Regions from separate parts of the Mus musculus genome. Here region 1 is linked to region 2. A link is a contact called in public Hi-C data. All regions are on one chromosome and are shown on one strand. Each heading gives the region's core, a stretch centred on a gene start, on an enhancer-like site or on the middle of the called end of the contact. The rest is flanking DNA. Distances are from core to core; before and after follow the strand shown.

Region 1 (6,106 bases), core at 1,880-4,379, 550 kb after region 2:
AACTTATATTAAGAACACCAACGTCAATAGTAATTTTAATGGATTTTTAACGGGGCTTTCAAAGTGCTTAAACATGTGTCAATGAAGTATACCTGGATGGAAGATTCTTTCCAAGACAAGGTGCATATTAAATATCCTTACCTTGAGAGAAACTTCAGTGACTACCACAAACAGTCATCAGCGGACCCCATACCCATGTCCTGTGAGACCTAGAGCATCTTGTTAGGATTACTTGACTGCTTTGGTCTTCCTTCTCATTCTTTCTCTTTCTGTAGCCTGGACACGGTTAGCCTATTTTTACTAGGAAACAGCTTCTGGATGCAACAAAGATCTGACGGAAGCAAAATGGATCTTAGAAGACTCTTGTAGAACAAGTAGGAGATGGGCAGAAAACTGAGGCAACTTGCCTATAGAAAAGCCACAAAAGGCTGTCTTAGTTAGGCTTTCTATGGGTATGAAGAGACACCATGACAGTGGCAGCTTTTATAAAGGAAAACATTTCATTGGGGGCTCTGGGATGGTTTGTATATGCTTGACCTGGGGAGAGGCACTTAGAGGGTGTGGCCCTGTTGAAGTAGGTATGGCCTTGTTGGAGTAGGTATGCCACTGTGGGTGTGGGCTTTAACACCCTCATCCTAGCTGCCTGGAAGTCAGTATTCTGCTAGTAGCCTTCAGATGAAGATCTCCTCCACCATGCCTGACTGGATGCTGCCATGTTCCTGCCTCGATGATGATGGACTGAACCTCTGAACCTGTAAGCCAGCCCCAGTTGAATGTTGTTCTGTATAAGAGTTGCCTTGGTCATGCTGTCTGTTCACAGCAGTAAAACCCTAACTAAGACACTGGGTCTGACTTGAGCAAATGAAACCTCAAAGCCCATCCGAAGTGATACACTTCCTCCCATAAGGCCAGACTTCCTAACAGTGGTGCTTCCTGTGAGCCTCGGGGTGCCATTTTCATTCAAAACACCCCAGAGGTGTATAAAGACTTTCTTGGGCAGACCAACATGTTCTCTGTGCATACAGATAGCCAACCAGATCTAACATAGGCGAGACCCAAACTTTTTCATATGCCTAGAACCTGAGCATGGTGAGAATCCCACCTGAGAACCTGTCACAGCGCTGTTCCTCCTCGGTGACAAGCTTAGTTTGAACGAAGAAAGATCTTGCCTGGAAGAAAAGGCAAGGCGTGGCTCTCTCTGTGCTACTCATGGTTGTGGTGGGACTAGGGGAAAGTAGAAGAGATTCTGCGAAATGTTCTAACCACAAGGGTATCAAAAATAGAATGTTTGCTGTATGTGTGACTTGAAAACCACAGGTTGAAATTTGACGCTCTTAGCTGATAGGTTCCTTTGGGTGGTCTCGTTCCCAGGTTACTTGGAGATTGATCAGCCTCTAAATCCAACTTCCCTCCCAGGTAAGAAGGAAGACATAGGCCACTGAGCGGAAGATCCAGCAGAACCATGGCGGTAGCGTGTTGTACAGAGAGGTGGTAGATATTGGAGTTATGCCTAATCCATTTAAAGGGAAAGTACAGTGGTTTGGGAGGATGGCAGCGAAGGGGAGGCTATGAGTGCTGGCTGGATTGATTTAAGGAAGAGCCAAGTGAGAGCCCAGTGTGGTGTTGCATGCCTTTACAGTGAAAGGCAGGCTGACCTCTGTGGGCTTGATCTACACCGGGAGTTCGAGGTCAGCCAGGTCTACAGAGAAAGACAGAGAGAGGGAGAGAGAGAGAGAGAGGGGGAGAGAGAGAGAGAGAGAGGGAGAGAGAGAGAGAGAGACACAGACTCAGTGACTGGATATGTATTCTGTGAAGACAGAGTTGTTGGGAGTATACTGATGGTAACACAGAGAACCATGGAGACATCCCTGTCCCTGAGAAATATGGGGAACAGAGAAAAATCAGTCTAACAGTCTCGATATACTTGAAGGAATCCTGGCACATTGGAGTAGGAGAGGAACCTCTGAGTCCAGGGCTCTGCACATCTTGATTGATGGACAAAGCCTGCCCTTCCCATGATGCTTCCCTAGCTTAGCCCCACCTCCATACAAGAGTGAGGTCCTGCAGCCTCAGGGACACCTCTGGAGAACTTGGTTCTAGTTAAAGACAGCTAACTATCTTATATTGAGCGTGGAATGCCACTTCAGTCCTGGTCAGATAATTTCTTCTGTTAAACGAGAACATTTAGACCTGTACATGTTAGGTGATATTTAGAGCTTCTTCATCTTCAAATATCTGGAAGCTAAATTGCAAATTAAAAATACAGCCTTGGTCACTTAAATGATTTTGTACCAGAGTTTGAAGCTAGGGCATTACACATGCCAAGTAAATATTCTACCACCGATCTATACCTCCAAACCCATGTTAATCTTTTATTTTGAGGCAGTCTTGTTTGATATGAGTTCACTCTGTAGCCCAGGCAGGCCTTGACCTTGTGATCCTTCCTGCCTCTTGATCTCAAGATGTGTGATGACAGTTCTGTGGCACCAGGTCCAGGTAGAACGTTTTGAAAAGAAAATAGCTTTTGAGTTGTAACATTGTTAGGAAAAATGTTTAAAGTGGGGGGGGGGAGAGGAGGAAAGGGGAAGAGGGAGGGGGAAATGAGGAAGAGGGGGAGAGGGAGGGAGGGAGGGAGAGAGAGAGAAATATGGGGAGGAGGGAGGAAAGGGGAAGAGGGGGAGAGGGAGGGGGAAATGGGGAAGAAGGGGAGAGGGAGGGAGAGAAGAGAGAAGGGAGGGAGGGAGAAAGAGAGAGAGGGGGAGGGAGGAGAGAGGGGGGAGGGAGGGAGAGGGGGAGAGGGAGGGGGAGAGAGAGAGAGAGAGAGAGAGAGAGGCGCGGGTGGTGAGGTGTGTTCACTGTTTAGCCTTGACTGTCCTGTAACTCACTAGTAGACCAGACTGGCTTTGAACTAGGAGATCCACCTGCCTCTGCCTCCTGCCCACATGCTGGAATTAAATATGGGTGCCTCCATGCCCTGCCTTTGCCTGGACTTTTAAATATCTTAATCTCCATCACACACGGGATACACCACATTTCCTTTTCAACCCTGGCAGCAGTCTTTCTCACACTCCCTCGCATACTTGAGTCACCTGTGGGGGTTACAGAGCAGCTCTGACTCAGCAGACCAGGGCAGGGCTGGAGAGTCTCTGGCCCCACCAGGCAGAGTACGCATGCACCAGTCTGCGCCCACGCTCCTGCAGCCTGCTCGCTCTGCAGTGTCAGTAGACCTCTGGTGGCCACATTCGAAATGTGCATTGTTACACTCGATTTTTTTTTCTTTTTTCTTCTGAAAATATTAAATGCTATGTCTCCCCAAAGCCAGCAACTCTACCAGTCTTGTTATTGGCAAAGCAAACAGGGTTTGTTGATTTGAACTCTAACTACCACAGTATTGAAACAGCCAATGTAACATTAGTTTGGACTCTTGATTTAGGTTTTGGTGTCACTCCAGAGAGGCCACATAGCCAGTTAGTGATCATCAAAGAAGGGGCACGCTTAGTCTACATAAATATTAAAGTGAATGTACTTTCTATAAAAGAATACAGGAAAGCAGTCCAGTAGAAGGCTTTATGTGGAGTAATGAATGACTTAAAAGGGCCTTCTTTATTAGTATTGAAAAAGAAAACCTCAGTCTTTTAATTTGACTCACCTTCTCCTGCCAGGGGTTGCCTTAAGTTGTATTTCTTATTAGGTGTTCTCTAATTTAGCCCTTCTATGAAGCAGACTAACCTGCTCTTTAATTAGAAAAATCGAGAGCAGTTTTATAGTAATTTTAAATTTCTGGGTTTTTTTTTTTTTTGGCTAATTTCCATCTATGCTACTGAAACAGAAAACAGAAACGCTGTCCACAGTTCAGATGAGATGTGTCTATCAGCATCCGAGAGACTCCGTTTTAAGAAACACTGCATTTTTTTCCTGTTTTTCTTCTAGCTGCAAACATTTTTTTTTTAATTTCGAATGTCAATAGACATATTTCCTGGTCCTGCCATGTACTTAGATAAATGTTCCAGAAGCCAACTCAGTTTTTTTTTTCCCAAATAACCAGAAAATGACTATCACTCTAGAGTGGGAACATCTGGCCCAAGAATGTTCACGATCTCTTAGCCCCAGGGCAATCCAACTGAAAACTTGTAAATTAACATCAATCTTAACTTGACTTTGATGGAAACTTCTCGTTTTATGCTTGAGCCGACTCAGCAGAACACAGTCCCCTGCAGATGCCGGGCATCAGTGCATTTGCTCATAGAAACTTCCTTGAGTGGAGAAATGTCCAGTGCTCTTGCGTAGGGCACATCAAGTGAGATCCCAGGGTGCTTTGCGATTTTTGCTGACTTTTCATAATCTTAGTAAAGTGTGTTGCTAAGGTTTCAAAGACGGGTGCTAAAATGAGTTTTCTTTTTTAAATTAATTTATTGATTTGTTTATTTACATTCCACACACTGCCCTTCTCCCAGCCCCCCAGAGTCCCTCCCTCTATCCCACCTCCCCTTTGCCTCTGAGATGGTGCCCCCCCCCATATCTCCCTACTCTGATGCATCAAATCCCTGCAGGATTAGGCACATCCTCTCCCATGAGGCCAGACAAGGCAGCCCTCTGCTACGTATGTGCCTGGGGCTTTGGTCCAGCCAGCCCTTGTATGCTCTTTGGTGGATGGCTCAGTTAGAAGTTTTATATGCTTATTTAAAACTCCTTTTCAGCCTTATAAAATAACCTGGCACTTATGAGAACTGTCTGTACAGTCCAATTCAAATGTTTCTGGTTGGAATTACAGTAGGAAAGGTTTTTCTTAGCACAGGTTTAATGAGATACATAATAAATGGTTAGGTATAGCTATTTCTACATCCATAGAGTCTATAAAGTCACACATGCCTTTATATGAATCTGTGAATCAGGGATCTGCCTGTGGTCGGTGGATTTAACCAGACTTTACCTGGGAAGAAACCCTGAAGCCACTAGTTTATCCACACTAAGCCTTTCATTGTATAGCAAAATGTCTGCAGGACGGGCTACTGTGCCTACAGGCAGGGTTTGCTTAATGTTTGACTTTTTCATTACAATGTGATATAAGGAAGAACGGAGCCTCAATAGACGCCTTTCCAAATAAAGAGCTCTTTATAGTTAGTTAGACTGCACTTTAAATTTCAACTTAAGGCTGAAGATAAAAGTTGGATCTAGAATGTTTGTCCCGTGGTCGCTAAAGCCCTCTGCTTGACACCCTCCATTGGAAACAAAAGAGTTCTCTCTCTGATAATTCTAATCCCCCCTCCATTCATGTCTTTCATCTTGGGGAGTTCCATTGCGTGAAGGAGCCAACATAAAGGTAATTATCCAAGTGAATGTTCAAGACAGAGTTGAAAGTCGAAGCGCCCCTTGCCACGTCTTAGCCACGTCTTAGCGACACAGCAGAGATTCAGTATTAAAATAAAGACGTAGCTCACTACCAAAAGCATGCACTTCAGACAGAAATCTGAATACTCAGGCTTTCTCATATGTGTGATAGCACCCTAACAACACACATACACACACACACACACACACACAGTATGACAAGACACAGAAAACATTTGACATTTCTAAACATTTTGGAATCCATGAATTCAGACATTAATAAGGCCAGAGACATAAACCAGGCCCCTCTGAGACTGGGGTGGGGGAGATCTCTTCTTTCAGAAAGGAGTGGCTCACACCAGTCTGGGATTCTTACACCCCAAATATTAAACCTTGCACTTTGGTTTGTTATAGTTACTGATGTCTTTAAAAAAAATCAGAAATATATTTAATATACACCTTGCACCTAATGTGGGTTCTAGTAAATTCTCCCATGGCCTGGAATCACTTTCATCAGATTGCGGGTCCTCCTACTTGGAGCTCAGCAGTTTTCCCACGGTAGAGGGATGGGAGATGTGACTGTGGATTCTAGAATCGTCTCTGGGACGTAGCCCAGGTGCATACTCAGCCTGTGGTTTGGGTGGGGCAGAGAAATGAGGCATCAATTGCCGCGAGTTGGGCAATGTACAGACAGGCAAATACTGAAAGTCAAGTCCCCAAGGAATGCAGAGCCGCAGCCAGAATAAACATTGCAAAACTGGGTCAGCAACTCAGGGGC
Region 2 (6,499 bases), core at 3,939-6,438:
GGGGGATTTCCTCTGTTGAATTGGCTTTAGCACATGTCTGTGGGAGGATTTTCTTGATTCCTGGTTGATGTGTTAGGTAGGGAGAGCTCAGTATGGGCAATGCCTTTATAAATGTGTGACACCCCAGCGAGCCTGAGAATATTTTACATGGAATATTTTAAGGGTTCCTGGGTTGTGTAGGGCAAGCATTCAGGGCAAAAGCAGGGAGGTCGTGTAGGAGGCCTGCAGGACCCAGCAAGAAGTCATGGGGCTTTTGGACTGATTGACAGCAGAAGAGTAGGTGAGAAGCCATCTTCTAGGCTGGTTGGGAAGGTGGAGTCAATGTACGTGTTCCTCTATTGGTTCTGGGTCAGGCAAGAAGACAAACAAGAGAAGCTGAAGACAGCTAGGTCTGGGGGCTGAGCAACCAGAATGAGGGAGTTACCTATACTAGATGGTGTTCTGGGGAGGAGCAGGCAGAGAATCGCACATCTGAAGTTAAATGTGAAGCCTGTTTGGTTTTTGTTGAAGTATCTATGGAAAGCTAGTTATTCCCTTAGTCATCTCACTGTGTTTCCATGGAGATAAGGTGTGCTCCATTATGTGGTCCCAGGGTGGCACTAAAGTTAACACAGGGAACTTTTAAGTCAAGGAAAGAAAAATTCAGGCTCAAGACCAGAAAAGGCAACGTGGCGAGAGCACATTCCTGCAGCCTGACAGCAGCCTGCTGGAAGGTACCTTTGCACTGTGGGTGTCCCTTAAGCCCATTCCTATACAGACTCACAGATGTCATTCCCTCCCTTTCGTTCCTGATTGGGGCAGGAACTGAGCATGTACCCTAGTGTATCCATGGCTACCTGGAGCACTGTGTGTTGGTGCTGATGTTACTAAACAGGAGTCTGGACTAGTGTTCTGCTTTATAGATGGATCAATCACTATTTTATCAACATTGATTAGTCACCATGAAAACACTTTAAGAAGCTTTCTAATTTTGTTTTGTTTAGGGTACTGGGAATGAAATCCAGGGTCTCATGCGTGGTTAAGTGCACAGTCCACGATTTATCTGTAATGCTAGCTTCTAAGTTTTCATTTTTTGTGTGTGACTATTCCTGACTATGTGTTTATGTGAAGATGTATAAGCATGGTCCACTTATGGGAAACATGGCCCTGTGGATGTAGGTGTGTCCATGTGTGTGTGCGCGCACGCACGTGCATGTATACATGTGTGAATGTATACATTCTTGAGTATATCTGTGTGTGTCCAAGTGTGTGTGTGCCTGCATGCCTGTGTGCATGTGTGTGACTGTTCTCGCGCATGAGTGCATCTGTGTGTGTTCATGTGTACAAGTGCATGCAAGTGTGTGCACGTGCACACATGTGTGTGCACAAGTGTGTATGTGTAGGTGCTTACAAGTGAGAGATCAGAGAGCAATGTTGGGCATTCTACTCTGTCACTACCTGTTTTATTCTCAGATGTCAGGATCTGTCCCTCACTGAACCTGAAACTGGGCAGCCAGCCAGCCAGCCTGCCCCAGCAGTCCTCTTATCTTTGACCCTCCTGGTACTGGGTGACAGGAGGTGTGTGGCCATGCCAAGCTAGTCATGTGGCTGTTGGGAATTCAAGCTCAGGACCTATGGCTTGTATAGCAAACACTCTTACCCACTACTCTATCTCCCCAGCCTGTTTTGTTGTTATTCTTTGCTTGCTTTTGTGTTAGTGATCTGGAAAATTCTGCTGTTGGTTCTGCTCATTCAGTCTGATCAAGAATGTCAGTTAAATATACTTTAAAGAACTCCACATGGTTTTCTCATTGTAGGTGACAGCAGGCCAGTTACGTCTATCTCCACCTTTCAGGGAATGAGCATTTTTGTATTCAAATGTTGAGGGAAGCACATCTTAGTCCATTGTATCTGATCTCATAGTTTCCTTCTTGGTGTAATTAAAATGAGTGCTTCTGCTGCTGCTCCTCCTCCTCCTCCTCCTTCTTCATCTTCATCTTCTTCTTGTTTGTGTTTCGAGACAGGGTTTCTCTGTATAGCCCTGGCTGTCCTGGAATTCACTTTGTAGACCAGGCTGGCCTTGAACTCAGAAATCCACCTGCCTCTGCCTCCCAAGTGCTGGGATTAAAGGCATACGCCACCACTGCCCGGCTAGTGCTTCTCTTCTTGATTTCATTTTTCTTGCCCTTATTCATGTTTTCACTTCAAATTTGCTTTGTCGTGCAGATCATATTTAGGCTGCCTCTTAAAATGTACCAATAACCTGATGGGGCACAGTGGCACACACCTTTAAACTCAGCACTCAGGAGGCAGAGGCAGGTGGATCTCTCTGAGTTAGGGACCAGCCTGGTCTACAGAGTGAGTTCAGGATAGCCAGGGCTTTGTTATACATAAAAACTGTGTCTCAAAAACACCAGCCAACATTGGATTTAGCGCCAGGTCCCCAATGGAGGACTTAGAGAAAGGACTGAAGGAACTAAAGGGGTTTGCAACTCCATAGGATGAACAACAATATCAACCAAGCAGACCTCACAGACCTCCCAGGGACTAAACCACCAACCAAGGAGTACACATGGAGGGACTCATGGCTCCGGCTGCATATGTAGCAGAGGACGGCCTTCTCAGGCATCAATGGGAGGAGAGGCCCTTGGTCCTGTGAAAGCTTGATAGATTCCCCCAGTGTAGGGGAATTGAGAGTGGGGAGGCAGGAGCGGGTGGGTGGGTGGAGAAACACCCTCATAGAAGCAGGGGGAGTGGGGATGGGATGGGGGGGGGTTCTGGGAGCAGGGACAGGGGGGAAATTGGGAAAGGGGATAACATTTGAAATGTAAATAAAGAAAATATCCATTTAAAAACAAAACAGAAAACAGCCAACAAACCAAACCAACAACAACAATCAATAACCTAAATACCTAGCATTTAGCCCTTAAACTTGCTTCCCAGTCAAGAGCGAGCAGCCTTAGCGCCTGGAAGGAGTTGAGGCTGACTCAGCGACAAATACAGAGGGATGGTTCTATGCTTTAGGAGTGGAGAATCCAGGGTTTCTTGGAGGAAAGGCTGGTGATCCAGTATCAGACATAGAGTACGGCATCAACTTGAGGATATGCAAGGGAGAGTCAAAGCATAGGGAGGGTGGGCCGTGTGGGAAAAGACCAGGGAAGGAGGCACCCAAAGCACACGGCTGTGTTTGAACACACACCCCAGGTTGCGATGTAAAGGGTGGCCCGAAGCCAGCCCTGCCTCCTCAGAGGTACACATACGAATGCTGACTAGTTCCAGATCTCAGATAAGATGTGAATACAAAGCTAATTCTAAACAACGGTAGGCGCTGTGCCCAGGCATATTTTCTTTGTGTGTTTGTAAGGAAACCTGCTTAAGTGTGAAGAGAATCACATTTTAAGGGAGGCTGTGCTATACTGAACACATGACATGCTCAAAGCTGTGTGCTATCATCAACTATGAGCTTTCAGCTTTTGGTTTCTTTAATTTCAAACTTGCAGTCCTCTTGCCTCAGCTGGATAACTGGAACTTTCCCTCTGGTTTTAAGAGAAATAGTAATAATGAAAGAGTGACTATTTATTTGACTTAGAGTTGGACAGATTTTAGGGCTGGTAGGGAAAATTCTGGGGGTTCCCCTGGCTGATCTCTCCCACCTCTTTGGATGCCAAGGTTGAGACTGAGAGTCCCTGTCAATGTCCCAGGAAAGGTTGTGAAAGGACAGCTGTGGTGGTGGAGGCTCCGTGTCCCTGTCGTTCAGCACGAGTGTCACCCATGCTGTTAGAGCCCCAGAGAGAGCAGAGGTTTACTTCTATGAAAAAGACTCTCCCATTGCTTAGGAAATAGCTTTCTACTCTTTGGCTTTTGTCTCCTCGGATCTGCAGTTCCGCTTTGGAGATTGTGGAAACGGATAGTTCTTGAGTTCTGCCCTTCCATTCTGATTTATCCTCACTGATCTTAGTGTGACCGTTAAATTTAGTAGATATTCCTGTATCTCATTTAAGATGGGGAACGTAGGCATGATAGAGCTGATGTTGTGGGGGGGGGGGGCAGCACAAAGGAGAGGTGGGTGAGTGAGCCTTGGCCTTGCCCCTCCCCTGCCTCTGTCTTGTTCTCACTTTCCACCCTTGGGGCACCCACACTGTGTGTAGTTCTCTCTTTGGAACAGAGCCTCTCTCTCTCTTGCTTTCTTCTCTTATTCTTTGGTGCACATCAGACACCTGCTTTCTGGGGTTGGTTGGTTGTTGTTCCCCCCCCCCCCCCCCGCCGTTAGTCAAACCTGGTAATTTTTCAGTAAGAAGTACAAGGGAAGAAATGGAGAGATGATGCGCAAGGCATCTTCATGCCCCGGAGCACTGGGTGGGAAAGGCTGTCAGCCACTGTCCTGGGATTGTTTAGGGATGGGTTAAGGGGTTACCAAGCGTGGTGAGTGCCTCTCAAGCTTCACTGTGCCAGGAGGAAGAGGAGCTAAGGAGATAATTCAGTGCATAAGAGCGCTTGCTGCACACACGGGAGGACCTGAGTTCATGTCGTGTCAAAGACAATAATTAAAACCAGCCGGGTGTAGTTGCACAGGGTGTACCTGTGACCTCCAGCTTGTGGAGGGTGGAGCTTGATAGCTGCTAGCCTGGCTTCACAGTCCGTGAGAGACCTCATCACAGAGGAATGAGTCATGGAGAGATAGAGCAGGACACTAGGCATCCTCCTCTGACCTCTCCATGTACACACAGATGTCATGCATGCCTGTACCCTACTGTGTGTGTGTGTACTACCCATATATGCTACAAACACACACACACACACACATATACACATATATGCACAGACACACACAAGCACACATGCACACACACACACCCTGCATAAAATAACCCTCAAACTTTTACTGTGTTCACCTAGCTCCTTCAGATGGAGGTTCTGAAGGGTGTGTGTTGGTGTGTGTCAGTGTGTGTCGGTGTGTGTCGGTGTGTGCGTGCATGAGCGCACAGGGGTGGGATTCGGGGGAGGGGAAGCTCGGGACCACGGCTGCAGTTCCAGGACTGAGTTTCTGAGCAGCTTCAGGTGAAAGTATCTCAGCCTGCCATGCGAACATTTAGTAAGACTTACGTCTGCCTCCCAGTCACTTTGAAGCTATGATTCACTGCTCGCAGAGGAAGCGATAGCATCTAAAATTAGATTCTTCGATTGTAGCCACTCCAGAAGCAAGGGTGGGGTGCACTTCCCCTTTTGGGGCTCCCCTTGAAGACTGACACTGGGCAGTCCTGTAGCTCACGTCAGGTCACTGCAGGGGCAGAGCATCTTTGCACTCTGCCACACATTTTTTTGCTCTAGAGGCAAACCCTAGTTATTTTTAACCTCACATCTTGATGAGGCTGGGATGAGGTTAATTTTTAGTAGTGGTGCAGAACACACATCCGTCTTTTTTTTTTTAAAGAAATGCATAAAACCTCATATGGAGTTGTCAAAATAGGATGGCATATTTCATAAAAATATGAAGCAGGATAAGGAGTGGTTTATACCGGGTAAGTGTGGTGAGATTGTCTTTTGTTTTGTTCAGCACATAGGCAGTCCCGGGTGCAGTGGAATAAGTGAGGTTTCATTAGGGGCTGCGAAGTGAGACCTGCTTTCTCTGAGGTTTCTGCAACCCAGAGGAGTTCTCTAAGGCATTTAGGGTCTTGGCATTAGCATTTCTGAACAAACGTCTTCTGATCTATCTGAAAAGGTGCTGCCAGTTCACACGGGCTCCTAAAGTTCAGTGTGCTTGCTTCAGGGTTGTTTTGACCACAGAAGAAATATGATCACAGTTCATATTAAAGAAAGGTTACAAAAACAAACCCAACAACAACAACAACAACAACAACAACAAGCAAAGCCAACGAAACTGACACATGTGGTTTGGGCTGAGTTCTTTACTACATAAGAGAAAAAGCATCATTGTTCAGCGCCCACCCCTGAGCTGTTTTTCCCTCTTGTCTGTGTGGTGTGGGCTGGGGCTGGAGCCCAGATACACATGTTAAGCTTGCACTGTGTATCTGAGCTGCATTGCTAGCCTACTTCGGTGTTTCTAACGCATACACGTGAGGAGATGTTGCATATTTAGCTTGCTGGTCCTTATTAGGGAGGTTTGCTTTGTAATTGCCCAACATCCAATTGCTATCTAGTTATCCAGGGTTAAAGAAGACATTTAAAATGGCATGTACAACAGAGCTTCTTAATATCTGAGTTTGCATGTAAAATCACAGGTTCAGCTGTTTGTTTTTCAAATGAAGATGTGTATATCTATCTTGCCAGCCCAAGGTATCATAAATCTTAGTGTTGTAGTTTGTCAATATTATTCTCATTTCTTAATAGCATTTTCTCCGCAAGGGCTGGAGACATGATTCAGTGGTAGGCTGATGGTCTGGTGTGCTCAAGGCTCTAGGTTTGATTGCCAGGACTGAGAAGGCCAGCAACAAAACAGCTGCATTTGCCTGGATTTTAATGAATTAGTTAATGAATTAATGGGCAGGGCCTCATTCTGTAG

Evidence for each region. Hi-C and Micro-C count contacts between places; a contact is called where the count stands out from the background.
Region 1: a Hi-C map of CD8 T cells shows a contact between it and region 2, with 3 times the contacts expected there. The contact joins two enhancer-like sites. A contact is called at or near these places in 6 of 484 Hi-C or Micro-C datasets (CD4 T cells, CD8 T cells, the N1E-115 cell line and 2 more) and 4 of 115 datasets of contacts at active chromatin or transcription factors (CD8 T cells, effector CD8 T cells, large pre-B cells and 1 more).

The regions. Positions count from the first base shown.
Region 1 is chr8:36,181,147-36,187,252 of GRCm38.p6, forward strand. No RefSeq gene overlaps it. Among named protein-coding and RNA genes, the nearest start is that of Gm35520, 4.3 kb to the right of the region's middle. Within about 2 kb of position 3,130, at least 188 of the 459 cell types and tissues checked have an H3K27ac peak or open chromatin away from gene starts, as enhancers often do. A contact at or near this core is called in CD8 T cells, the N1E-115 cell line, Th1 cells and 1 more, where this site is marked.
Region 2 is chr8:35,628,938-35,635,436 of GRCm38.p6, forward strand. The region is part of intron 1 of Mfhas1 (malignant fibrous histiocytoma amplified sequence 1); the gene reads left to right. Among named protein-coding and RNA genes, the nearest start is that of Gm16793, 43 kb to the left of the region's middle. Within about 2 kb of position 5,189, at least 129 of the 459 cell types and tissues checked have an H3K27ac peak or open chromatin away from gene starts, as enhancers often do. A contact at or near this core is called in CD8 T cells, the N1E-115 cell line, Th1 cells and 1 more, where this site is marked.